6 separate regions of the Mus musculus genome follow, and regions 2, 3, 4, 5 and 6 are each linked to region 1. Evidence: chromatin contacts called from public Hi-C, HiChIP or PLAC-seq and promoter capture Hi-C data. All regions are on one chromosome and are shown on one strand. The core of a region is the stretch at or near the end of the contact, and the rest is flanking DNA. Distances in the headings are between cores, read along the strand shown.

Region 1 (2,976 bases), core at 273-2,772:
TGTTATATTTTTGGCCTGCATGCTGACCAAACACTGCTATGCAGCCAGGACTATACTTCAGACTGTGAGTACGATATGGCTTGGCGGGATGAAAGAAAAAGTGAAGCAATTCTAGTGAAGAGGAGAAATGGCCCTTCAAGTGATTTCCCTCCATGTAGACTAAGGATGTCTCCTGTCTTAGCACAGTGCTATGGGCCTCCAGCACTGTCATCTGACAGCTTATAAACTAAACCATGGGGGTTGATTTTAATTATCCTTCTAGTACACCTTTCTTCCACTTAAAATCTCCAGCCAGCTTCCTCTTCTCTGCAGACTCAAGCTAACACTCACCAGCACAGTATTTACACCACCATCCTAATTTAGTTCTGCCCATCAAGTCCATCCGCATTGCTGGGAGCATTCAGCCACACAAGCGTGAACATTTTTCATGACTTTATATCTGAGTATGTTTCTTTTACAGAGGTCTATATGTGTTCCCCTGTCACTGGATGTTCATCTATCTACTTAAGTTATTCATCAAACAGCTTTATGGAGATTCAAAGGTCCCTGCTGGTAATGTTTCTCTTTCCCCCCCCAGAACCTAAGGGTTACTACGCAAGCACTCTACCACTGAGCTATATCCCCAGCCCCATAACAGGGTTCTATTTAACTATGCCATTCCTTAAATCTCTTACAGGCTCACTGTTCTATATAGATAAGATCCTCACGGGATTGCTCTAAAACTAAATGTGCCACTTAAAGCTTAAGGAACACACATAAGATAACCCCTAGCACAATGTTTTCAGTATCAATAATGTGCTATTATTACTCAAAAGACCAGCTAGCAAGTTACTTTTATAGGTTTGCCTGAAACTCCTGTGACAGGGAGATAAAACATCTCCTTCATTTATTTTCCCCGCAGTACAGTATAAATACATCGTATTACACTGCTCGACTGTCTTCACTACACAATCTACTCCCCGATGCCAAGGGCCTTAAACAACCCATCTTCGTGTCAGGCGAGCATAAATCATTTGAGAGGGAGGGAGAAATTCAACTCCCTAGGGCCGGCACTTTAAAGTCTAAGCTGACCACCGTTACCCAATAACGTACAGCTGACATGACTTAATAACCGCAATAAAACCACGCTGAGGACGTCTGGGCTGAACTGTCAGTGCGGCTGATGGCCCTGAGCTCGAACTGCTTCATTTCGCATTTCGAATGCGGGACCATCACAGACCCCCGCACACTTCGGAGCGAGCGCCGAGAAGACCCGGGAGGCGCGGCGTGGAACCCCGGGGATCCGCATTCTCACATCCCCGCTCCAATCGCGCCAAGCGTCCATTCCTCCACCGAGGGCCAAATCCCTGGCCGCGGAGGCGGTTACGTCGCTAACAGGCGAGAGCCCCAGTCTCGGCCGAGGCGTCCCTACCAGGACTGACCTGTCCATGGCTTCAGCGGTCTCCGCCTAGAACCTTGCAACTCTTTGACTGCAGCCTGGCCGCCGCGTTTCAGCCTTCCCGCTCTCCGGAAGCACACCCTTCGACCCGGAAGCGCGGCCTGGCTAAGCCAGTCCCAGAGAAACAATGTTCCCGCTCGGCGCATGCGCGACTTTCGTCTCCAGCCGCAGGCTCAGTGGGCGCAGGCGCGGAAGTGTGCCAGGGAGTGACTGCGTGGCTGGGTGGTGCCGGCCAGGCAGGAAGGGGGCGGGGAAAGGGGCGGAGCTTGGGTATGTCGCCTGAGCCTGGCTTGTGGGCGTGGTCTGGGTGGGGCGTTGTTCTGGGAAGCCGGAAGTCTATAACCTGGACTTTAGGAATCTGTTGAAGAGTCTGCATTCAGCGTTCTTGTTTGCGGTTCAGCGCCACTTTACGGGATCTGGCCTGTCTCGGGGCGCTCACCTCTTTGAACTGTGGTGTAACCTCACTGGACGGGTTTTGAGGTTGTTTTCTCTCGTTATTTATTTCTCTTTTACGGAATCAGCCGTTTTTTAAGAAATCCAATAAAAAAAGCAAAGCATAAGAAAGCCACATGGGAGGCTGAGGCAGGAGGAAGAACCACGATTTTGAAGCAAGCCTGCACTAAGAAAGCCTGACGATAGTAATAATAGCAATTATTATTGTTGCTGTTATTATCATAAATTTTAAAAGTTTTGGGCGTGGGAATACTTACCTGTTCCAGTACCTCAAAAATGTTAGGTCTCAGGCCCTCCAAATATCTAGAAATGAGCTCTGGCTGAACCATTTCTGATTTCTGGCGGTTAGATAAACGCCAGCATTCCTCAGGAACTCCTGTAATGCGTTTTCCTTCGGTCTTCTTAGCTACTTGTCCCCACAATCCCGACTCTGCACTAATTTCTAGTCTCTGCTCTCTCATCTTGCACACAAAACTATCTTGAAGAGCTCCAACAGGCGCAGACATTGCAGACACATCACCAGCAGGTGTGGCCCTCTCCCTTCCCCTCTCCCTTGCTAAACCGTTAGATTACATTCCTAAACCTAGCCACCAAGGTCTCTTCCCTTATTTGGCCACATCCTTATGCCTGACTAAAACTCCGAGGTCCAACTATCAAAATTCACTAGCTGGCTAACATGTCCACTTAGGACTTACCAACTCATCCTAGCACAGCCTTCCCCCTTTCTCCTGCAGAGACACCTGCTGCCTTCTTTGGCCGATCCAGACGGAGGCAACACCTTCTGCTTGTCCGTCTTGGGTAATACATTTCCTTTGTGCTGAGCATTTGGTGTCTGGGTGTGTTCTGTCCTGACTCCCATCTCTTGCTGATGTAACTATTCTCTCCCATTCTCTAGCTTCCCCGGCCCTGGCCATGTCCAGCCTGTTTCTTTTTCTCTCCGCTCTGGGCACTTCCAGGTGCCTCTGGATCTTTTCTCTCTCTTACCCACATTAAAAACCTTATCCCTAACGGAGCAGTCACGGTGGCAGTTTCTTTACTGTGCCCGTCCCATGCACAGAGTAAGGTACAGACAGGAATCAGGGCCA
Region 2 (2,976 bases), core at 214-2,713, 2.5 Mb before region 1:
GTTTATCCCCCACTTCAGGTGCTAAGTGCGTTTCCTTATTTACCTTGACAACTCTGTGCACTAGATATAATCATTATGAGTACAGTAGCAGTAGAAACCCAGGGATGCACGGTTAAGCAATTTACCTAAGATCACGGGGCTATGGAAATAAATGGGGGTAGGATATGGATCCAGACGCCCAAACTCAAGATCACTAGCTTTTTTAGCCTCTGGACAGTCTGATCAAGACATGTTAATAGATAAATTCCTTCGAACACATGCAAACTGATTTTTTTTTTTAAGGAGACCAGGGAGATCGCAGATCCTTCAATGGCCTGGTTTCACTTTCAATTACATTGTAACACTTCCACACTTCCAATGGAACTGTAGAAGAAAGCCAGCGTTTTATGGCCTGACAGTAAAGAAAACGTGTAGCAGCAGTGCCTAGATTTTTTTTTTTTAGTTTGAAGACCGATTGCTGGCCACTACGCAACACGATGTTTCAACGCGGATAAGATCAAACCCCAAAGAATAAGGAAGCCACACGTCCGGACACAAGAAGGCTGCAAAGAAACGGGGTAACCGACAAGCAGCAAACAGTCGTTTAAAACAAAAACAAAAAAACCCTCCAACGACGGGTGTTTTACCACTCCATTTACTTTGAAAGCAGGACAAAATGGAACTTGCATAAACACTTAGTCATCAGTACGCTCTGGAAGTTACAAACCACCTCGTTCGCAAATTCTAATCCGTATCCGAGTTCCTACTTGGCGAAGAAAGAAGAAGGGCTGATGGTCTCGGAGACCACAGAGTGAAAACACCTGGTGTCCCCAGCCGAAGCCCATCAGAGGGGAAAACCAGCACGCAGACCGGGGGACTCCCCGACCTGCGCAGCCTCCACCGGCAACTGGGGACTTTTCCGGGTCCTCTCCCTCCCCACTGTGGGTCTTGACATCTACCGTGTGCTGAGGCCCGCGGGTCCCCAAAGCGATTGCAAAAGGCAATGGGAAGGCAGGGAAGGGGGTTTGACAGGCCAGAGGCAGAGGAGCGGGCGCGGGTCCCCAGCCCGGCTCCCCGGGGTCTGCACCTGCAGGGTGGTGATGTGCTTGTCGTTGAACTTGTTCTCGCAGTAGCGCAGCACCAGCGACGTCTTCCCCACGCAGCCTTCCCCGAGCAGCACCACCTTGAAGGAGTAGGCTCGGCCCGCCGCCGCCGCCGCCCCGCCGCCGGCCGCAGCCATCCCGCCGCCGCTACCCCGCCGCCCGAGCCCAGCGCCGCGCCGAACCCCGCACCGCCGCCGCCGGGGCGCCCGCTCCTCCCGGGCCCGGCTCTTTCACGCCCCGCCGAGCCCGGTGCTCGCCGCGTCCTTCCGCGGGCGAGGCCTGCGAGGGCCGAGAGAAAGTCCCAGAATGAAGGGCCCCGGCCACCACGTCAGGGACCCGAGGCTAGGGGAGAGCTGCCTCTCCTCCCTCTAATGGCGTCTCCTTCCTCCTACGTCACACCCCTCGTCACGTGACCGCGGTGGGCGGAGTCGGCGGCGGGCGAGCCTGGGCCTGTTTCCGCGTCCGCACGAACCGGCTCAGCATCCCGGGAATCCTGCGGTGGGAAGGAGCTGATCTTTGCGATCTGACCCCACTCTGATGGAATAGAATACAGGACATGATCGCCCGGCCCGAGGAATGGTCCCAAAGCGGATAGCCATCACACCAGGGGTCATCACACGCAAAGTCCGGCCAAGGTGCCCTTGAGTCTCTTTCTCTGGGCGCACAAATCCGGGCTCATGAACTTTACAGTTCGTCCACACGGCCAGGTCCTCGAGTCATCGTCCAGGTCTCAGCTTAAACCGGAAAGGCTTCCCTGACCACCCAGACCTTCCCACATCCTTCCATCCCTCTTACTCACTTCCTCACCGAGATATTTCCTAACAATGGTGCGCCTTCTTTATCGCTGCTTGCCACACTCGGTGGAATTCCGATTCGGTTGTAGGTTTAAGAGCAAGGATTGCAGAAGACTTAACTTCTCTCCGTTTCCAGCCCTAAAAGCCCAGGCTAAGAATAAATGCGGTCCCATCATCAGTCATCACTCCTGGTTCCCCAGGATTTCTGTCTATGCTGAGTCCACTTTGATGGGTCTGGTTTATTGGACGATTGCTTATTTTTTCTTCCTGTGTTTCCATTTTATTTCATGAAATACACTTTCCAAGAAAGCAACCTGGTATTTCTGAAATTTTGTAGTTTGGTGTCACTTAAAATAAACTTTCATCTCATCAGACTAATTTTACACTTCAACTTAAAGGCAGCTCATTCGTTCATTCAACGAGGGCGTGAATGTAGCCAATGCTTGCCATTCTCTGTGTCGCATTAGATACAATGTCTCTGTCCTCAGAGAGCTTACATTTTTAACCAAGGAAACAACGCATGCGCAATTTACACACTGCATGCTTTTTAAGGAGAAGCAATTCAGAATGTTTTACAAAGATACATGGGAAGCTAGCTGAGTTAGCGTCCTAGAAGAGCTTCCTGGAGAAAGCTGCCTTTTGTTAGGAGTATCTTCGGCAAAAAGGAGAGCCGTGAAGTAGAAAGGAGCATCCGACATTGACGTGTGACAAGAAGTCAGACAAGAAATCAGAGACATTACCTTTAAGTTCAAGGCCAGCCTCTTTTGAATTGTGAGCTCTAAGCTAATTGGAGCTACATAGCAAGACACCATTTCAGTAATAATAATAATGATAATATTTACAATAATAATGCAAATAGGAAAAGAATTTGTGATGTAACTTGCAAGGTATCAATTCAAAAACAGTCTTTAACCTGGTACAGAATGTTATCGGGTCCTTTTACAAAATTATAATTAGAAAATTGGACAAGGCTAAAATTACGTATGTCTCTCTAGAATCAATCATTTATAAGATTATCTTGTCAATTATTTTTATAAATGAGATTATATTATCTACTCCTTATGCTGCGTAGTCTTACATCAATTTGACATACAAACTAG
Region 3 (2,976 bases), core at 143-2,642, 2.4 Mb before region 1:
AGCTGGGGCCTTGTCTTAAAACAAAACAACCCAAACAGGCAACAAACAAGAGTTGGATATGGAGCAGCCTCTGAACACATGCATGGGTGCACAGTATATGCAAAACCCTGGATTTAACCCCCCCCCCCACTCTAAGAGCCAAATCCAAAATAATCCTTTAGAACCATCACAGGACCAAGGTATATAATCCGAATATATTAATGCCAAAATGAAATCCATCAGCTTGTACAATTAATATATACTAAGGGAGAAAAGTCCGTAAAGTCTTGTCTTATGTTGAAGTGTCCTGTAAAGTCATATACGATGGTTGGAGGTTGTAATCCCAATACTCTGGAGGCTGAGACAGGGATCAGGAAGAATTCAGTAGCAGGAGCAGTAGTAGGAGCTAAGACAGCAAGATTTGGCTTCATGAGAGCAAAGATGTACCAAGAAGCCAATGGAAAGACCAAGTGGCTGCAGGGTACGGTGATGATCAAACCGGACGAGCAAGAGGACAGTGTCTGCACGAGACCTATCTATTTGTGTGAAGTGACAAATTCTTCAACTTGCAAATGAAAAGACTGTACCTCCTTTGTTATTCTCACGGGATTATGAAACCGCTACACCATGGCAAATCTTAAAAAGATAAGCATCCCCCAAATTGTTTCACAAAACTACCTTTTATGTCTCCCCCCCCCCCAACTAAGGTAAACAGAAGTAATTATTTGAGACATGCGTTTTGTGATAGGTATCATTAAATATCAGCACAAGAAACATCATGGAAGGCTGTAAAGTTCTCTAGACATTGTTTATCTTATCACCGTAGCAAACCAGATTCAGGTTTCGGCAGTGAACATAACTGTTCTTAACCATTTACATATTTTTTGGATTTTGAAGTCGTAGTTTAAAATTCCACCCATTAACTTCTAGCAAAACTTAAAACACTTTTACTTACCATAATAGGTGCTAGCAGTCATTGACATAATCCAGAACGCTAGGGAAATGCAAATGATCAGGCTCAGTATTACTATATTGGTAATCATCTTTATATACCTTTTGCACGTAGTGTCGTCACTATCTGTCATGGAAAATAGAGCTACGAGCACCTGAGGGGGGGGAATAGATAGCATTTCAGATGAACCAAGTCATTCAAGTTTCTTGCAACAATACTCCTTTAGAGGCATAGAGAAATACCAACATCTTCCACCAACCGAACGACAAAATAGAATCGTAAATCCAAAACGTCTAGTCACTGCTGCAGGCGCAGCGCTCCGGCTCGACCCGGGGAGGTTAACGCCGCCCTTGGAAAAAGAAGGTGCAGGGAGGATGCACAGAGGACCCGCCAGGCCAGCAGGGAGGCCGGCAGCTCCCACCTAGAGGGACCCGGAAGGAGCACAAACGACCGGTGGCCAATGAGCGGCCAGCACCGCGGAGCCCCGCCCCTCCCCGCCCTCGGACCCCCCCCCCGAGCTCCGCCCCCGCACGGCGCGCTCCGCCCCCTGGGCCCCTGCTCCAAGTCTGCCCCAGCTCCACCTCTGCCGTACGCTGCCCGGGCAAGCGAACCAAGGCTGGGAACAGCGCGGGCGAGCGCCTTTACGTCCCCACCCCGCTGCCCCGGGAGTCGCTCTGGTCTCTCCGCGACTCCCTCCGTGTACGCATGCGCAGCAGCCCTGCTCCGCTCACGTGACTCGTCGAGGCGGAAACCCGGCTTGAGTTTGCTTAGTGTCTCTTTGCGGGTCGGAGTGCTGTTTCTAAAGCACCTCCAAAATAGACGTTAGGACAAATTAGGTCTTGGGATTTGTGGACAGCCTAGACTTGAAAAAAAAAATGTCACCAGTAAGGGTGGTGTGGGTCACTAAAACCTGCCATTGATGGAATAATGAACTGCGAGTGAATTTAGAGCCAGTAATGGGTTGTAACTTATGAAGCATTCATACCAGGCGATAGGGTGTGGACGACGTAGGAGTTTATCGTTAGAAGCGAAATTACTTAGAAAGTAGCTTAAAACAATGGCTTGGCTCTTAACCTGGGCCAGACTCAACTGGTACTGCGGTATGTAAACATAAATATAGTTCCCACGGTTGAGCTTTTGTATAATTACTGTTCTAACACACATTGTGGAAGTGTCTGTCCCCATCCACTCTATCTGTAAAAGTAACTTATTCGTCTGATGTATTGTCCTCTTGTAGGGCTCACTGTTGAATAAGCTCACCCTTTATAGTTCTTTCTAGAACTCTGGCTGTCTGGTTCAACCTAGCTGTTCTGGCTCAAACTCCTCACCAAGCTGCCTGATTCAATCTGGCTTCTCTCAAGTTCCCATTGAATTGTTCTGCCTAGCCTCAAACAACTCTGGCATTTTGTTCTAATCACCTGGCTCCTTCTTGTTCTCTGGCTTTAGTTGACTCTGCTCACCTGCAATGAACTTCATAGACTTGAAACAAACAAAAACCACAACCCGAACTCAACTGCAACTGCACCGCACTCCTGGCACTGCCTCCCACCTCTGACTAGCTGTCTCTCCCTGCACTGGGGCTCTTAAAATAGCTTCTCTTTCCTGTGCTGTCCTTGTAAGATGCATTCTGTCTCTGACTCATTCTGTCAAATCTTTCGATCTTTGTTACTTTGTCTGGCCCTCAATTAGACATCACTTTCACACCTGGCTCCTTCCTTCTAAAAACGAATTTGACCTTAAAGGACTGTACTCAGGTTGTATCCGTGTTCCAGGCAGAGGGGTTAAAGGGATGTGGCCTGTCTGCGATCTAGCCAGATCATAAAGATCTAGGTCTTTGGATGTAATCCCTTGCTAGAGGAGCCATCTTGCTGGATTAAAATTCCTCTACAATTTCAAGGGTGTGTATCCTGTCCATTCATTTATACAGCAGACCATCCTATTCTCAGATAATCCGAGTCTTGGGACTGATTTCACCTTTTATACATGGGTACTATTGTGCCAGTCCCATGTGGTTCTGGGGATTCAAATCCTGTTCTCAGGCTTCT
Region 4 (2,976 bases), core at 272-2,771, 2.4 Mb after region 1:
TGCCCCGTTTTCTATTAGCAGTTTGCTTTAGAGAGTAAGTCTGGATTTGTGGTCATTCTTTTTATGGTATGGGATGGGAACTTTATATAGATGTGTATATTAAAAATATTTCCCAGTCCATAGTTTGCTTTTACTCTTTTATAATGAAATTTACTCCTAGGTGTTCTCAATTTTATATAGTGTGTCAATCTTTGTAGATTAAATAATCTTTGCTTTCTTCAAATTATAAAGAGATTATTTTATATAACTTTAAGTTCTAATATTTTGTCTTTCACATAGGGGGCACAATCTAGCTAGAATTATTTTTTTCTGAATGAGATATTGGTGTTGTCTTTAGATAATAAAAAGATGGTTGCCAATTCTTCTCCAGTTTGCCTTCTATAATAAATACTATTCTTACCTTTATTGAAGTGAGTAACAACATGTTTAAAAAATAATAAAAAGCTAAGCATGTTTCATTCTTGTTATTGTGGAACATATCTGAAAAAAGTTTCCTGAAAATATTACATTTTTAGTTTTAGAATAGACAGTTCTTCAATATTTTGAATCCCACTTGCTGTCTTTGGGATGAGTCAAAGTAAACTCATAGAAATAATTACAAGTGGGCCGGTTGGTACGCCTTTAATCCCAGCACTCATGAGACAGAGGCAGGTGGATCTCTGAGTTCAAGACCAGTCTGGTCTACATAATGAGTCTCACGGCAGCTAGATGCATATTGAGACCCTTAAAACAATAAAGATAAATAAAGTTAGTGGTGTCCTGGAATATTTCTTTGGCGAGTCTACACCTCATGCTTGCAATAGTGTCATGACAGATGCATTTTGTTATCGCCACTTTCTCTGTCCTTCTTCCTTTGGTTTTGGTTTCGGTCACGAATTCTATATTTGGCATTCAGTGGTCTTGCCTTTGTTCATCTGTCCAGCCTCATTCTTTGGCACTTGTCCTGTACACCACCACGATGACTTTGCCCTCTCAATTCACAAACATCGAATCCGTGAAAACCTGAATTACGCCCATGGGGTGGGGGTGGGATGGGGGTGGGGGTGGATTCCTACTTGTCTTTCAAGATGAAGGATTATTTAACTTTAAAAGCAGGGGGGGGGGTCTGTTTTAAAAGAAATGGTCAATAAATGAAGGCCTAAATGTTGCTTTAAAATAATTTTACTTAAAAGTGCATTCCTGGACCAAGTATTGAAGTGAATTAATGAGAGGTTGTTGATTGATACCGTAATCTTTCTATCTTGTTTAGCACTCTTTCTGGAAGAGATTCTCTAGAGGCCTAGAGGAACTTTTAAAGAAAATCCTAGAAAAAACTCCCTTGCGATGACGTGGGAGAGAGCAATCTGTCTCCTACTAGAAAGCAACCTCCTCTCCTAGTGGAGACTTTTCCATGGGAGCGATCGACTGGTTCGGCGCTCGCTGCAGAGAGGCAGTTCGGCTAGTTCTGTCTGGCGGCCATCCCGGAAGTGGGTGAAGGCGGTTGTGGTCAGTGTAGGCTCCCACTTCGGCCGGGGCAGGTGCGGGCGGGCACTGCTGGCGACATGGCCGACACGGACCCGGGCTATCCCCGCTCGTCCATCGAGGATGACTTCAACTACGGCAGCTGCGTGGCGTCGGCCAGCGTGCACATCCGCATGGGTATGTGGCGGGGGTCAGGGGGACCAAGTGACCAGAGGGAGACATAGTTGTCTTCTAGAGGTGTGGGCCGGGTCGCCTAGGTCAGCGGTCCTCAACCTGAGGGTCGCAAGCGGGACCCTTTCACAGGGGGTCGCCTAAGGCCATCTGCACATCAGATATTTACATTACGATTCGTGACAGTAGCAAAATTACAGTTCTGGAGTAGGGACAGATATAATTGCATGTTTGGGGTCAGCACACCAGGAGGATCCATATCAAGCATTGGAAATCACGGGCTGATGCCCTCATTTATTTGTTCCCCGTGCTGAGACCTTACCATCCTAGTCATTACTGTCTCCCCGTGGGGTACAGAACTCGGCATACGTGTGTGTGATGACTGAGAAGTTTCCCAGACCGACGCATAAAGTCACGGCGACTCAAAGTTATTACTTTGAGTTTAGGCTGTTCGTTGACGCGTAACGAAGCGGAATTCACTGTCCACCAAAGGTCACTTTACAGAAATGGACCTGCCTGGGCAGCTCAAACCGGTTCTGGATTTAAAAAAAAAAAAAAAAAATGAAGGTGGTTCTGACGCATCTAGAATCTTGGTACTTACCTAGCCCGATATTCCTGTAATGAATTTTGAAATTATTTTGACAAGTGAGCTCAGCTTTTAAAATATATTCATTATGAAAAAGTACTGGTAGCCAAAAAATTGCTACCCTAGACACCTTTGAGGTACCAAGCAGTAATGTTTTGTCGCCCTGTGGTATTTCCTATCCAGCCAGAACTTAGTCATCTTTCAAAGCAAAAGTGAAATTGTATCCATAAGTAACTCGCCATTGCCAGCCTCCTCTGCCCTGGGCAACTCCCATTTCTTCAGTCTTTATGAAACGGTTAGAACTGCCTCAGTAAAAAAGAAATCATACATGTTAGCCGTTGTGACTGGCATGTTTCTATTAATGTCTTCAAAGCTCACCCATGTCATAGTGTATGTGTGTCCGACTGTCATTCTTCCTTTCTCTCAGGCCTAGTCCAGAATGCCACGTAGTTAAGATCATGTGTGTTGGGTGTTTTATTTATTTTTTTCCTCTTCAGATCTACATTATTCACTTGGTACTGCCGTGTGTACTTACGATTCCCCACCCCTATCCTCCGTGGCCGGATTGCTGACTAGCCCTTGCTATAGAAGCGTCCTCTGCTTTCTCTTTGTGCCTGAGTACTTTTCTTTCTTCAACTCAAGGTCGTTCTCTTGAATGCTCAAGCATTTGGGCAGTTATGGATAAAACTGTTTTGCAAACTCCCCTGGGTTTTGTGTGTGTGTGTGTGTGTGTATTTGTGTGTACATAGTTTCAACTC
Region 5 (2,976 bases), core at 341-2,840, 2.4 Mb before region 1:
TGCATCAGTGTTTATTTCAGTTGACATGTAACGTAATTTCCCCATGAAGGAAACAGCAGATAGATTTAACATTCTATAAGGCTTCCTTCTCATCAAATTCCTCTCTGGCGATGTGCAACTGGCACTTTAAGTATCACTCTTAACTCTCTGCAGCAGCCAGAAGGCTTTTTATTATGTAAATCTAACCGTGCCCGTCTTTTCATAGTCATGGGGCTTCTTCAAGTACTCTTGGAACAAAGTAGAAAACGCTTTAATATAGAAGACCAAATCTCTGTCATCCTTTGGTGTCATCTGACATGTCACCTCTTTTGTGAAGTGTCCTTTGACTTTCTGAGGCTAAATTAGGTCTCTCTGAAAGTCTTTTCTGTGGCACTCAACAGAAATTATGCCGCACTCCTCTATTCAATTCTAAAGTCCCCGAGGGTAAGAACTATCTACATCATTAGCATAATGTCCGGCAATTAGGGACCCAGTGTACATTAGCTGTAAGAACGAATAAAGCACTACATTTGCATGAAATACTTTAAAAACAAACATCAGAGGGATTTTGAAAGTGGCAGCTTTTAGTTAGGGGATGCACGTAGTAACAGTGAGGTAGGAAAAAGAGCAAAGATATTTCTAAGATCACAAGGTATAATGGTACAGCATATAAAATCAGAACTGTTTTCAGTTTAGTTTTCAGTATTTCTTTTCTTCAGGCAGTTGGCAGTTCTAGAAGGAAAGGTGACCATTTACTGAGTGCCGCCTATTATATTCAAGTCGGTGTTCACATGCTTTGGAGTTTGACTTAACAGAATTAAAGACATGACTGTACGTTCAACCTGTGTGTGAGTGCGTGATTCTGTTCAAGAGAGAGTTTCTATTTGCTCTTTGATAAACATTGCTTAATTAGATTGACTCAGTTACCATGTGTGACTATTAGAAATGTTTCCCACGTCAATTCCAGTAGTGAAAATTGCCTAATCTTAACTCGAACTCAGCAGGCTTCTAAAGTGATTTGTTGGTTTGAACCCTTATGGCGTCATTCTTCTTAAGGCATGGTCTAAGATATAAAAAATAAAAGAGTAGAAAATAAAGGTATACTCATCACTTTTTAATGCAAGGCATAGTAACTCGGGTTTCTTTTTCTTTTCTTCCTTTCTTTCTTTTTTTTTTTTCAAATTTGGTAAACTTTCCTCGGAAAAGGAGCAAATGTTTCCAGATGTGCGGACCCACACACAAAGGACAAGAGCGAGGCTCCCCTTGCTCTTCGCAGCTGGGCAAGTGACCAAAGTCAGAGGACCTTGTTCTTCTGACACGACCGAGACTCAAGACTGCCTAGGCTCCCGTTTCCGTCACCCCGCTCCCCTCCCAGGTTTACCTGTGGAAGCTGATGTTAATGTGCTTGTTGTAGGTAGCAGCACAGCCCGCCGCGGCGCAATTGGTCGGCATTTCCCCGGGCCCCTCATTCGGCGCCACCTTACGCCACTTCGGAGGCGCTGCCCGCTAAGCAAGCTTCTGTCAAACGCTAGACAAACGAGGCAGGCGACCCCGCGCCGCCAGCTCGGTGCAGAGCGCGGGGAGGGCAGAGGGGCGTGCACAGTACCGGGGTGGGAGGGAGGGCCCACTCTCCTGTCTCTTTATTAATATGGCGGGCTTAGGCCTGCAGAGCCAACGTGCCGGAGCTCCGGGCGCAGACAGTCGCCTTCACCAACATGGCGGCCACACCCGCTCCCCGCCCTCCCCTACCTCCCGGGGTCCCAAAGAGACTAGGTCCAGCGTCTCAGACGGGGGCCCCCTAGCAATGAATGAGAAGATGGCAGATGTCTTCCCCACCGACTAATGACTCTGAAACTCAGGTCTGCGGCTGAAAGAGCATGTCCGCAACCCAGACACTAACCCCTTCCTTCCCCGCCTGCCACCTCGGACGGGATGCTAGGGGACAGTTAAGACTGCAGGGACACAAGGGCGAAGCCTGGAGCAAGAGGAGACTACAAATCCCAGCCAGCACCGCGGCGGACATGGGGGTGGGCGCTTCCTGTCTCGCAAGACTCGGAGGGTCGCCTTCCGGCGTGCCGCAGGAAATGACGCTCGGGACCCGGCCTCCTTCTACAGAGGCTTTCTCGCGAGGCGGAAGAGCAGCAAGGGGGCGCTAGGAGAGGGAACTGGCGAGCGACGGTCCGACGAGCGAGAGAGAGCGATCTGGGGTGCGGGGAAGTTGGGGAGCAGAACCTGCCGGGCGTCCGAGCACGGGAAAGGCCGCGCCCGCCGGGTCCGTTAGGACAGAGGGCGGAGGAGGAAGGGGAAGGCAGGCGGCGGTCGGGCGGTCCCCGGCCGGAGGGCTTCAGGTCGTGTGGCCAGCGCTGCACTCCGGATGGCGGCCGCCGCCGATCCTTCGACCCCGGCCTCTAGCGGCCTCTCGCCGAAGGAAGAAGGGGAGCTCGAAGACGGGGAGATCAGCGACGACGACAACAGCCGGAGCCGGAGCAGCAGCAGCAGCAGCAGCGGCGGCGGGCTGTTACCGTACCCGCGGCGGCGGCCTCCTCCCCCGGCCCGGGGCGGTGGATCCGGGGGAGGCGGCGGCGGCTCCTCGTCCTCCTCGTCGTCCTCCCAGCAGCAGCTGAGGAATTTCTCACGCTCACGGCACCCGGCCGAGCGGGGCCAGCTCAGGGGACCCAGCAGCTACCGACCCAAAGAACCGTTCCGGACTCACCCGCCCCCAGGGCGGATGCCGTCGGGGTCCCTGTCGGAAAGCAGCCCCCGGCCGTCCTTCTGGGAGCGGAGCCACATCGCCCTGGACCGTTTCCGCTTTCGAGGCAGCAGGCCTTACCGGGGTGGGAGTCGCTGGAGTCGGGGGCGAGGAGTGGGGGAGCGAGGAGGCAAGCCGGGGTGCAGACCTCCTGGAGGAGGAGGATCAGGAGGAGCGGGATCCGGATTCGGCAGCAGCCAGAGCTGGCGAGAACCCTCTCCACCCCGCAAGAGCTGTATCCTTAACGT
Region 6 (2,976 bases), core at 156-2,655, 2.3 Mb after region 1:
CCTGGCCAGTTCCTACAGTTACCACAGAGCTCAGCTCAGCGGACTTCTTTAGCAAAGCCGTGTCTGCATCTCATGAATGTCACTTCTCCAAGTGCTGTCTGGTACTAAGTACTAAGTTGGGGTTACTTCTCTGATTAAAGAATGTCTGCCTAGGTGCTATAGACATGATGGCTCAGCCAAGAGCACTGGCTGCTCTGCCAGAGGTCCTGAATTCAATTCCCAGCAACCACATGGTGGTTCGCAATCATCTATAATGGGATCTGATGCCCTCTTCTGGTATGCAGGTATAGATGCAGATAGAGCACTCATGTACACAAAATAAATAAATCTCAAAAAAAAAAAAAAACCAAAATGGCTGCTTAATTCACAAGTAGTATTTCCACTGAGACAGCAACTTCGCCATTTTCTCTCCCTGGCCTGTCCCAGTAGCAAATGCTTGGCCAGGATAGCCAGTTACACTTCCATCAACATGTAATCCTTTCTATTTAATTTCAAACACAGCCAAAGTTGTGTTTAAATTGCCAATGGTCAGTTGCCACACATGGTCCTGGTCAGCAGCTATTACTGTACTAGACCATGAAAATACAATGTGTGTGTGTGTGTGTGTGTGTATGAACATGTATGTGTGAATGTGTGGGCATGTATATGTATGTGTAAGTGTATGTGTGTAAATGTGTATGAGTGTGTTTATGTATGTGTGTATGTATATGTGTAAATCTGTGTGTATGTGAGTGTGTGTGTGTGTGTGTGTGTGGCCGTGTGTTTCCGCGCGCTTGCTCTTTTTCTCAAAGTTGCTTAACAGCAACTCCGTCTCTTATTCAGCCAGCGTGGTACAATAATTAAAGGATTCTGTTTCTGGGTGGGAATGAGGGTGCATCTATTTCCTCGACTGTAAAACTACCCCCAACTGTTAACTTTAAGCGAGACGATATATGAAAAAACCAAGCTTAACACAGTATGTGCTCTGAGTCATTACGACTATTACTACCACATCTAAGTACGGTGAAGCAGCCAGTCACACCACAGGTCTGTCTGTCAACAGTCAAGGACGCTGGGTGCCGGGCAGTGAGAATCGAAAATACTTCTTTGACCCCTGCCAACCCGGCCCGGCTGGCGCTGGCTCACCTCGCGCGCGCCCAGGGAGGCTGCCCGCCTTGATGCCCCCGCTGCAGAGTTCCTCGGCATCCACAAACTCCTCCTCCTGCTCCCCCTCCTCCTCCTGCGCACAATCCTCCTCCTCGTCGTCGCTCTTGTACGGGTGCAGAGGGCCCAGGAGCTCGCGCAGACGATCCTGCCTAGCCATTATCTCTTCGGCGAACTTGGCTCAAAACAACTCTACAAAACCTGGCGCGCGGTGTCCAAAACTGCAACCAATCAACTCGACCCGGGTAAGCCGGTCAGCTTCCGGGAACATCCAGGAGGCGGGCGGTATGGGGGCGTGGTCTGAGCGATGCTCCGCCCCAAAGGAGGAGACTGGTGACAGGCGGGACCAGCAGGCTGGGAGGTACCACGGCGGGCTGGCTGCTGACAGTTTCAGAACTGCTCTTTTTAGAGGTGCTGGGCGTTTCCTGCGGAGAAGGAGACGTGGTGAAAGGTCACGACTCTTGGGCGCAGAGAACCCCGGGAAAGCAGGGCATCCTCTGCCCGCTCTCTTAAAAAGAACACAGCAGAGGCCTCTAAAGACCTTGGGGCACTACCCAAAAGAGTGAATCTCCAATCCGGAGAGCGTGGTGGCGACGGCTAGGTGCCTCCTTACACGTAAAAGCGCCGCGGAGAAGTTGAATTTACATCATGTAGGGAGGGCATTTATCCAAGTAGATAACTAGGTCCCTTTGTATATATCCTCTGCATTGGGAGTTAAAGTTGTGATGTACTTTCTCATTTTTAATGCATGACCTGGGTTGTCCATTTTTATGCTTTTCCCGCTTTGGAAACCACTGGCTTTCTTTCCCGTTTATATACTACTCTCCTCGACTTCTTTTTGTTTTGTTTTGTTTTGTTTTGTTTTGTTTTGTTTTGTTTTGTTGTTTTTTCGAGATAGGGTTTCTCTGTGTAGCCCTGGCTGACCTGGAACACACTCTAGGTCCACCGCCCTAGTTCCTGTTTTCAGTAAAGCAAAAGGTGGGGACTTGTAGCCCAGAGAATATGCAGACTTGAGATAGAAAAAAAAAGAACAGCCGGGCTTGGTGGCGCATGCCTTTAATCCCAGCACTAGGGAGGCAGAGGCAGGCAGATTTCTGAGTTCGAGGCCAGCCTGGTCTACAAAGTGAGTTCCAGGACAGCCAGGGCTATACAGAGAAACCCTGTCTCGAAAGAAAAAAAGAAGAAAAGAAAAAAAAAAGAACAAAAGCTGAATACTGCGGCCGCGGTTCTCTAGATGGATAGTGTTTAAAAGTCGCGGTGCCCTTTAAGGGGCGCTATAAAATACTATTTTACTTTAAGGTTATTGTTTATTATGTAATTATCCTAACGTTAATCCTAAAAACTATGTTTTTATTAAACCCCAAAGCTGTGTTGCTGGTTTCTAATAAAGGCATTTGTCATACCCAAATGTCACGTGCATAGGATCAACCATAACGAATACGCACAGGCATCTTTCTTTTAGATTCCTTTTTTTTTCATGTGCGTGAGGTTTTTTTTTTTTTTTTTTTTTTTTGCTAGCATATGTGTCTGTGCACTCTGCATACCCAAAGCAAAACTTCCAGGCTGTATACTTAGTTGTCACGTGGGTGCTGGGAATGGACCTATCTCTGGAAGAGCAGTTAGAGCCATCTCTCTATCCCTCTCTATAGCATTTTCCCTAGTATCTGAGGAGGTCAGAAATCACCCCCCCCACAGATGTAGAGGGACTGTGGTATAATGTGTTTTGAGAAAAACTGAACTAATCTTCCCCTAAGGTATATTGGTAAATATTCCTGGGAGGAAAACTTTGTTTCCAAGGCTCTGCTACACAGTTTGAATTACTACCAGTAACCA

Evidence for each region. Promoter capture Hi-C pulls out the DNA fragments that hold promoters and counts their contacts. Hi-C and Micro-C count contacts between places; a contact is called where the count stands out from the background. HiChIP or PLAC-seq counts read pairs in DNA pulled down with a chosen protein or histone mark.
Region 2: a Hi-C map of muscle stem cells shows a contact between it and region 1, with 3 times the contacts expected there. The contact joins the promoter of Rab21 here to the promoter of Nup107 in region 1. A contact is called at or near these places in 1 of 39 promoter capture datasets (hippocampal neurons), 1 of 484 Hi-C or Micro-C datasets (muscle stem cells) and 1 of 115 datasets of contacts at active chromatin or transcription factors (astrocytes).
Region 3: a contact with region 1 is called in a promoter capture Hi-C map of neutrophils, with 4 times the contacts expected there. The contact joins the promoter of Tmem19 here to the promoter of Nup107 in region 1. A contact is called at or near these places in 4 of 39 promoter capture datasets (hippocampal neurons, liver, neutrophils and 1 more) and 1 of 9 other capture datasets (adipose tissue).
Region 4: a promoter capture Hi-C map of pre-B cells shows a contact between it and region 1, with 4 times the contacts expected there. The contact joins the promoter of Tmbim4 here to the promoter of Nup107 in region 1. A contact is called at or near these places in 2 of 39 promoter capture datasets (embryonic stem cells and pre-B cells), 1 of 115 datasets of contacts at active chromatin or transcription factors (astrocytes) and 1 of 9 other capture datasets (liver).
Region 5: a contact with region 1 is called in an H3K27ac HiChIP or PLAC-seq map of stem cell-derived epiblast-like cells, with 24 times the contacts expected there. The contact joins the promoter of Thap2 here to the promoter of Nup107 in region 1. A contact is called at or near these places in 2 of 39 promoter capture datasets (hippocampal neurons and liver), 2 of 115 datasets of contacts at active chromatin or transcription factors (astrocytes and stem cell-derived epiblast-like cells) and 1 of 9 other capture datasets (adipose tissue).
Region 6: a contact with region 1 is called in a promoter capture Hi-C map of pre-B cells, with 4 times the contacts expected there. The contact joins the promoter of Helb here to the promoter of Nup107 in region 1. A contact is called at or near these places in 6 of 39 promoter capture datasets (embryonic stem cells, hippocampal neurons, liver and 2 more).

What each region holds. Positions count from the first base shown.
Region 1 is chr10:117,791,183-117,794,158 of GRCm38.p6, forward strand. Nup107 (nucleoporin 107) reads right to left here and starts at 1,523. Exons shown (of 28, transcript NM_134010.2): 1 at 1,422-1,523. The coding sequence starts at 1,429.
Region 2 is chr10:115,314,128-115,317,103 of GRCm38.p6, forward strand. It overlaps Rab21 (RAB21, member RAS oncogene family), which reads right to left and starts at 1,464. Exons shown (of 7, transcript NM_024454.1): 1 at 1,067-1,464. The coding sequence starts at 1,219.
Region 3 is chr10:115,360,875-115,363,850 of GRCm38.p6, forward strand. Tmem19 (transmembrane protein 19) reads right to left here and starts at 1,393. Exons shown (of 7, transcript NM_133683.4): 1 at 1,178-1,393; 2 at 935-1,085. The coding sequence starts at 1,064.
Region 4 is chr10:120,207,305-120,210,280 of GRCm38.p6, forward strand. It overlaps Tmbim4 (transmembrane BAX inhibitor motif containing 4), which reads left to right and starts at 1,522. Exons shown (of 7, transcript NM_026617.3): 1 at 1,522-1,638. The coding sequence starts at 1,542.
Region 5 is chr10:115,382,845-115,385,820 of GRCm38.p6, forward strand. Thap2 (THAP domain containing, apoptosis associated protein 2) reads right to left here and starts at 1,591. Exons shown (of 3, transcript NM_025780.4): 1 at 1,361-1,591. The coding sequence starts at 1,431. It overlaps Zfc3h1 (zinc finger, C3H1-type containing), which reads left to right and starts at 2,115. Exons shown (of 35, transcript NM_001033261.2): 1 at 2,115-2,963. The coding sequence starts at 2,354.
Region 6 is chr10:120,111,560-120,114,535 of GRCm38.p6, forward strand. Helb (helicase (DNA) B) reads right to left here and starts at 1,406. Exons shown (of 13, transcript NM_080446.2): 1 at 1,126-1,406. The coding sequence starts at 1,303.